Regions from separate parts of the Anser cygnoides genome. Here region 2 is linked to region 1. A link is a contact called in public Hi-C data. All regions are on one chromosome and are shown on one strand. The core of a region is the stretch at or near the end of the contact, and the rest is flanking DNA. Distances in the headings are between cores, read along the strand shown. Region 1 holds the start of ABHD10 (abhydrolase domain containing 10, depalmitoylase). Region 2 overlaps LOC125181994 (a long non-coding RNA gene).

Region 1 (3,605 bases), core at 45-2,544:
CTGTGCCAAGTGAATGCTCTATTGAAACCTCGCAAGCTTTGGTCCCCATGAAGCCAGCATCAAAGTATCTAAAATCTATCTAAATTCTTTGAAGTCAAGTTTCCAGCCCAGGAGATTTTTTAAAAGCATATCTGCACAGAATAATGCTGTCAGATAGAATCTGACAAACTCTTAAGAGTTTACACTAAGCAGTGTATGAATAAAAACCCTGAAACTATTAAGTAGCAGGGGGTTAGGGACTCCTAAAACGATGAAAATATGGAGGGTATGGTGGTCTCCCATTTTAGAATCAAGAATCACGTCCAAGTCCTTGAGTAATATTGCAAAACCTCAATTATGTAATTGAACTGTACGTCAAGGAAGTCTCTTATGCTCTGACTTTAAAGAGGTTTTATTTCAGTAATCAAAACTTGTGCCAAGTGGTTTGTGTAATAAAAAAAAAGCACATTAGACTTTTTTTCTTGATGGAAAGTTAATGGCTTTTGATGGAGCAAATTAAAAACTGTAAGCAGAATAGAAGTATGCTGGCAAAATATTTTTGTTATCCTATTTAAACCCTGTATCGAATGGATGAATTCTTCTTTGTGGCATACACAGGTGATACGGTTGCTCTAGCATGACATGGCAGTTTTGACTTGAATCACGAAAGAAGGAAGGGTTACTGCGAGGTAATTGGTATCATCTGTGCAGATCACAGTTTGTAATCTAATGATTTAAAACACTATCAGAAATGAACTGCTTTGTTTTATATAATTATTATTTTTTTCCCGATGTATCTCGATTTTAATTCTAAGTATGGTTATAAAGGTTTTCTAATCATGATTTTTGTATCCTGCATGATGCGATGAAGGCATTTCAATAAACATTTTTAAAAATAAACTTGTTTTAAACATTCACTCGATTCTTTATCCTGGTGTGTTTGTGCTCGTCTTTCAAATAATGTTGTATACACTTGAACAAGCATGTCTGTGTTTCTCAGTAAAAATGCTACCCTTCCCTGTGTTTCCCAGTAGAAGAGCTACTGAAAACAATTTTTAGATGGCAGTGAAATTATGAGTGGGGACTGTGGTGTACATAGGTGTATTATATAACACACTCCTCATTTTTATGACCCTCCCCGTTTGAGAAACATATCACCAGCCTTGCCTGCGGCATTTATTTGGATATTATAAAGCAAGAACTGCTCAGGGGCCTCCCCCTTTCCCTAATACCCGGCTAGGAGGTGACTCAAGGGCAAGCGGCCACCACCCCACCGTGGAAGCCCGGCGCTTTTTGACTCCTCCCCTGCCTCGGGCCCCATCGTTCCCCAGAGAGAGCACCTGCTCCCCGAGCCCAGCCCCTGTCGGCGCAGGAGAGCCGAAGCGAGGAGGCGCGGGGGCCTCGCACCGCCCTGCCCTGCCGTCCCTCCGGGCCGGGCGGGCAGGTTCCGCCCCGCAGCGGCTGCCAGGAGCCGCGGGGCCGGCGGCAGGCCCGTCACGCAGCCGCCATTTGCCGGCCGCCGCCGCATGCGCGCTCCTGCGCCATGGCGGCCATGGGCGCGGCGCGGGGGCTGCGGGGGGCCGGCGGCTTGTGGCAGCCGCTGCGGGCGGCGCCGGGGCTCGCTGGTAAGGCACAAGCCCCCGGGCAGCCCCGCTGGCCGCGGCCCTGGGCGGGCACGGAGGCGGGAGGGCCGGGGGTTGCCTCGTCGTGGCGGCTCGGGGCGTGCGCTGAGGGGCGGGCGGGCGCTGCCTCCCCCGAGATGGCGGGGAGTGCCGGGGGGGATCGTGAGGGGCAAAGCGGGCTGGGGTCAGCCGGCAGCCCCCTGCCCGGCGGAGCTGCCTTCACCCGCTGCTGCTCCAGGCCCTGCCTATGTGGTGGTGCTGGAGCGTTCCCCAGGGTGTTTGGGGATTTCTTCGGCTTTGATGGGCGGCTGAGCTGTCAGTCGTGGTTGCTGCGAGTCATAACTCAAATTGCAGAGTTTTTGGAAGGAATAGAGTTTCATAGCATCGGGCAAGCATCCTATGCCTTCCTCTAGTTAACGTCTGCTGTCCATACATGGCTTCTGGTACTAGATACCACCATGCACCCTCCACAAGTGCTCCCCTGCTCTTCCCGAGGTCTGTCACTGAAATCAGGAGGAGAAATTACTGGATAGCTCTTCAGTTATTGATGGCTTCGACTCTAGAGTGCAACCCCAGTGAAGTGGGCTCTCTGATGGGCTGGCTGAGGAGGTTGCTTTAGGTTTTTGGGTTATTCGGGTTAGCGTTACTGCCGATGCACTTAGAGTAACTTGTCAAGTGCACGAGACTAGTTCACAAGATAGTTTGGACAGCAGCTGTTTGTAGCTCAGTTTAAACCCTGCCCAGTGTCAGTTTGAGGACACCTCCAGAGTGCTGCAGGATGCTGGCCTGTGGTACCTAATCACTTCCAAGATGGTTATCAAGGCTTAAGGGAGGGACCAATACTCCTAACCCTTTTTTTCTATGAGGTGTAGCAATTCTTGGTGTACCTCTTACTGACAGGTGAAGAAGTGACTGGAGTACTTACAGAAACACACATGAACCAGAGGTTGTAGGGTGAATGCATCTAAATAAATATACTTCTCTTGTGGTGTTTATTCCCCTTCATAATAATCAGTGCATTGGTAGAATAAAGAACTGTCCCATCTTTTCATGAGAGATATAGTGGTTTTAATCTCTAGTTCAAATGGGATAATTTCTATTAGAGCAGAACACTAAACACTCACTGTATGCTGTGTCTTTTCTGCACGTACCTTTGCACTCAAATGCATGTGCAATGGAGGAAAAAAAAAAAAAAAAGCTTGAATACAATCTCTCTGATAGTGAGAGAAAGCAGCAGAACAGTGAAGTGATGTGATGCTGTCAAGGCCTGTTTTTGCAGTGTTTTAACCAATGTTTATACCACCAGGAAGGCCTGTTATACCATTTGGGGCTGTGCAGGCTCTGTACCCTACTGTTGATTAGCAGCATTCAAGAACCAGGCCTCTTCTAACCCAAGAATTAAGAGTGTCAAAGTCTTATCAGAAGTCTAGACCAAGCTTTCAGTTTAACAAATTAATCTTGCTGAGTGGGATAATGGAGTGGATTAATTCCTCTTAACACCTCTCTATAAACCACTTACCTTCACCCGTAGTAAAGATAAAACTTACTGCTAAGACTAGATTAAATACTATAGCAGCCACTGAGATTCAGCATTGTGTTCGTTTGGTAGTGTTTCCTTTGTTAATCTCTTTTCCTTGGTGGAAACTATATTTTTGGATGGTTATTAATGTGAATAACAGCCCAACCTAGTGTTTTCTTTTCAAATATGTCTGGTTTGTTATCTTGAACCAAAACAAAGCAATTTTAAGTTCCCAGTACACCGATGGGAAAAATGCTTATTATTATGGGTCTAATAATATGTTACAGGTCACTTTGACAGAAGTTGAACTAAATGATTTTGCATTTTATTAAATATTTCCAAAATATTAGGTTCTCAGAGTGATATTTCATTCTGGATAACTGTAGAACAATCTGAATACTGGTATAATTTATCCCCTCCAGCAGGAATGAACAAATCCACGTGACGGGATATCTGTGCCTCTTTAGGAGATGTATAGAAAATCA
Region 2 (3,760 bases), core at 1,010-3,509, 87 kb before region 1:
GATTTTTATGGTCTGTCCGAGTGCCGGGGTCACCCTGCCCACCTAAGTGGCCGGGAAGGCAGGGAAAGGCTTTCCCTGGGCAAGCAGCTTGGAGCAGGAGCACTGCTTTGGTGAAGGACTCGGCCGTTCCCTTTGCAGAAGTGCTGGCTAATGCCACAGCAGCGCAGTCACTGCAGCAGGTGGCTGGGGTCTCTCAGCACCCACTAATCCCATACGTAGGGTTCGGGCCTCCTCCACAGCCCGTTCATGGCATAGGTTGCCGGGGTCAGCAGCAGCCTGGAGCCACCTCATGTTGCCACTTCCCCTCAGGGAATTAAAAGCCCTCCTGGGCCAGGTTTGCCCTGTGGCATGGGCTGGGGGGATGTGTATCTAACAGCTCGGGAAGGAAACAAAAAGGTTTGTCGTGACATAGCTCCCAAATACTCTGTTCTCCCTTCTCCAAAGGCTTATTGGTGTCACAGTGGGCTTATAGGTACGTGATGTGAAAGGCTAAGGGGGCACATGAGGAAACTGATCCCCCAAGGAAGGTAACCTCCTGCGGTAGGTCCCCAGGTTGGTGCAGCTACCCCATCCTTCCCTTGGCAATGGAAACAGCTGTTTAAAATTTAGAGTACCGTGGCCTAAACCTGCATGTGGATCATGAGTGACCCTCAACACAGCCCCTGCAGCAGGCTCAGGCTGACGTTGCACGGCACAGTTTTGTGAAGTGATTGACTCGTGTTGTCTTCCCACTTTTCAGACACCACGCAGGATCTGGGTTTTCAGAGGGAAGTACTCAAGGCAGTCTAAAAACCAAAGCCTTCTGAGCAGTTCTGTGTGTTGAATATGCAGATTCAGAGGTCCAAACCCACAGTTAGTTTAGAACATATTGACTGGAATATTTCAAATCCAATTCTTCATCTTTTAATTTCTGGGAATAATTCTGTTGACATCACTGCTGACATAGAAATTGTCAGTCTTTGAATTTCATTACTGTCACTGTGGGTGCCGTAGTAATGGGAGCATTATAATGCTTTCAACTCTTACAACACAAAGAAAATCTCAGCCTTTTTTGAATGACTTGTTTATTCTGGCTGAATTGAGAGAAAATTCTAGCCTTTGCTTTTGTTTTGGGTATCAAAATTAGAAGTTCGGTTAAATGGTGATTTTATGCAATTTTTTTCTGCAAATCTAGATTGTTTCTTACTTACCACAAATGAAAACAAAGTGAAGTGTAGCAAGACTTTAAAATGCTAGCTTTTCCAGATGCGACACTTGAGGGCCAGATGTTCACAGAAAAGACTTTTGGCTTCCTACCAAGGTATCAAAAATGTTCAGGACAAATTAAAATACATTTTGTTAATTGCCAAAATCCAAACAGAATAAGAAAATATTTTGTGAAGAGAAAGACCATTATTCTGACTCTATTCTATTACACTGATGATAAGGGTTGAGTTCCATACTCAGACTGGTACAGATCCATAATAATTCTTACATCAATATCTAGTTCATATTTACACTGCTGTTCAGGCAAGGGAGCTGAATATTGCCTAGGTTGTTACCACAACTTTGAAAGCTTGCAGTTCTCTCAGACAAATTACCTGAGATTAAGCTTTTAAAAGGTTTACATTAGTTTTAACATGTACATTGACTCATTCATTATTTCAAATTGAAAAAAGTCTGAGCAGTCTGTGGAAAAATCAAGTCATGTTTTGATACTGGTTACATCCTGCTAAAATATTTTCTGAAATATAACAGTAAGTAGAAAATTACATTTAAAAGATATGTGGATATATCATAATCCATGAACTAAATTTGTTTTAACAACCTAACTGCAGGCATGGAGCATTAGAAATGCTAACCAATGAAAAGAAAGACTTTAAATGAAAATTGTAATGGTGAAGTCTAATTTTTTGATTAACCTCTAAAAGGACAACAATGAGAAGTAGAAAACTTGCTACTCTTTTAGAAAAAAAAAAAGAAAAAGCTGGATGTTTCTCCATGTACAATCCTTGCAGCCATGTCTAGAAAATGGGAGTTGTCTGTATCAGATAAATCCCTGATTGCATGTATTATCACTTTACCAAGTTTTCCAGACCCGGCAGGATACACTTTGAGCTCATGTTTGGAGATAAAAGATAACATTTGACATTCAGCTAAACCACATGCAATGTCAGATCCTGCAAACTGAACACAACCCGTCCATGTTGACTTTTCTCTGGGGCCAAAACTCCACTGCACAGTCCCTGCATGGTCATCGCCCTTCCCTGAGTCCAGATCCAGCTGGTTGTCCGAGGGGTTCCTGCCTACAGACAGTAAAAATCGGAGAAGTTTGCTGCAGGTGAGACTGACATGGGACTGCATCCTCCTCAAATGTGACTCTAATGGACTCTGAATGACCCAGGCACTGTTAACGTCATTAATTTGCCTTCTGGAAAGTGAATCTAAAAACTTGCACAGTTTGCTTTTGTTTCAATACTCCGCTAACATTCGTTCAAAGTCCATCAAGATGAACGAGCAAAATACTGTGTTAATGGTGAAGAAAATATGTTTTCGTTTAAATTTTTCAAACCACCTATATAAGTTTATTCTTTAATGGGCGGAAAAAAAGGAAAAAACTGATTGAGTAGTTGGTTTGAGTTTTGTGCTCTTTTGTATTGGGCCTAAAATGGTTTGTTGAATTTAATCTGAATTTGTGCTTTTAGTTCCCACATACCTGTTAATTTCTGTAAATAAATTTGTTGCTCTTTTACACTAATGTTCAATATTAGCAATAGAAATGAGTAAGAAAAGATTTTTTTGTGCATCAGATTTCACGACATAGGAGTGCAGACTGTGCTTCAGTGTTAAATTATTAACTATGGTGTATAATACTAATGACAGAAATAGCAAGGTAAAGAAATCTATACATATGATATTTATTGTTTAATACATAAAATAGTTCACTTATGACTAAATACAGGAGCAAATAAAATCTGGAATTGAAAGGGAAAAGGACACAAGATTATATTTTCAATTTTAGTGTAAGCTAATGTTAAAGGAATATTGAGTTCTTGAGATGCAAATCTTATCTCTTAGATCATTCCCAAAAATCGAAGATACAAATTCAACATTAAAATGTTATCTTGCAAAGCAGAAGGTTTAGAGCTCTTGCTCAGCAGTCCCCCAGCTGAATTCCTCAAACAGTAAAACTACATGCTTACCTTTGCATGGGCACTTCAAAAGTAGAAAATGCACTGTAGACTAACGGCTTCTGAAGAAAAGGAATCTAAATGTGCAAAAGAAATGACAATACTGAGTAATGGATAAGATAGGGGAAAAGCCTTAATTGGCCAGTGAAGCTCTTTATACCTTCATTGCGAAAACACAACCTCTGTGATTGTGTTTTGGCCTCTTGTTGTGGTGCCGAGTCGGGGAACTCACTGAGTGGAGAACTTCTGTGAGCCAGAGTTCCCCTGAGCATCCCTGCCTCTGGCAGAGAGGCTGTCCCGCCTGCTGTTTGGGATCTGGGAGCAAAAACCCTACAGGACTTGTATCGGTCACTGGCTGTCATAAAGCCAAAACGTGCCACTTAAACTTGAACATCTGCACACTGCAAATTAAATTCTATAATTACCATGCAAAGCTCTACGGTATGAGGAAGAAATACGTCTTGGTGTTCCTCATTAAGGTCCAAGGTGAAGTATAAGACATGCTGATAGTTTTAATTGTGGTATAATTTTGCCTGGGGACGACGTATATGTTTATAATATGGTGATTCACAACACCTTTCAGAAGGGGG

Evidence for each region. A called contact is a pair of places that touch in the nucleus more often than the background predicts.
Region 2: a Hi-C map of liver shows a contact between it and region 1, with 2.8 times the contacts expected there. The contact joins the enhancer-like site here to the promoter of ABHD10 in region 1. A contact is called at or near these places in 2 of 7 Hi-C or Micro-C datasets (both in liver).

Annotation. Positions count from the first base shown.
Region 1 is chr1:91,186,878-91,190,482 of Taihu_goose_T2T_genome, reverse strand. It overlaps ABHD10 (abhydrolase domain containing 10, depalmitoylase), which reads left to right and starts at 1,294. Exons shown (of 5, transcript XM_048057396.2): 1 at 1,294-1,604. The coding sequence starts at 1,523. It overlaps PHLDB2 (pleckstrin homology like domain family B member 2), which reads left to right. Exons shown (of 20, transcript XM_048057375.2): 20 at 1-896.
Region 2 is chr1:91,274,275-91,278,034 of Taihu_goose_T2T_genome, reverse strand. It overlaps LOC125181994 (a long non-coding RNA gene), which reads right to left. Exons shown (of 4, transcript XR_007160792.2): 3 at 3,183-3,247; 4 at 1,661-2,285. Among named protein-coding and RNA genes, the nearest start is that of PHLDB2, 6.3 kb to the right of the region's middle. Within about 2 kb of position 2,259, at least 2 of the 3 cell types and tissues checked have open chromatin away from gene starts, as enhancers often do. A contact at or near this core is called in liver, where this site is marked.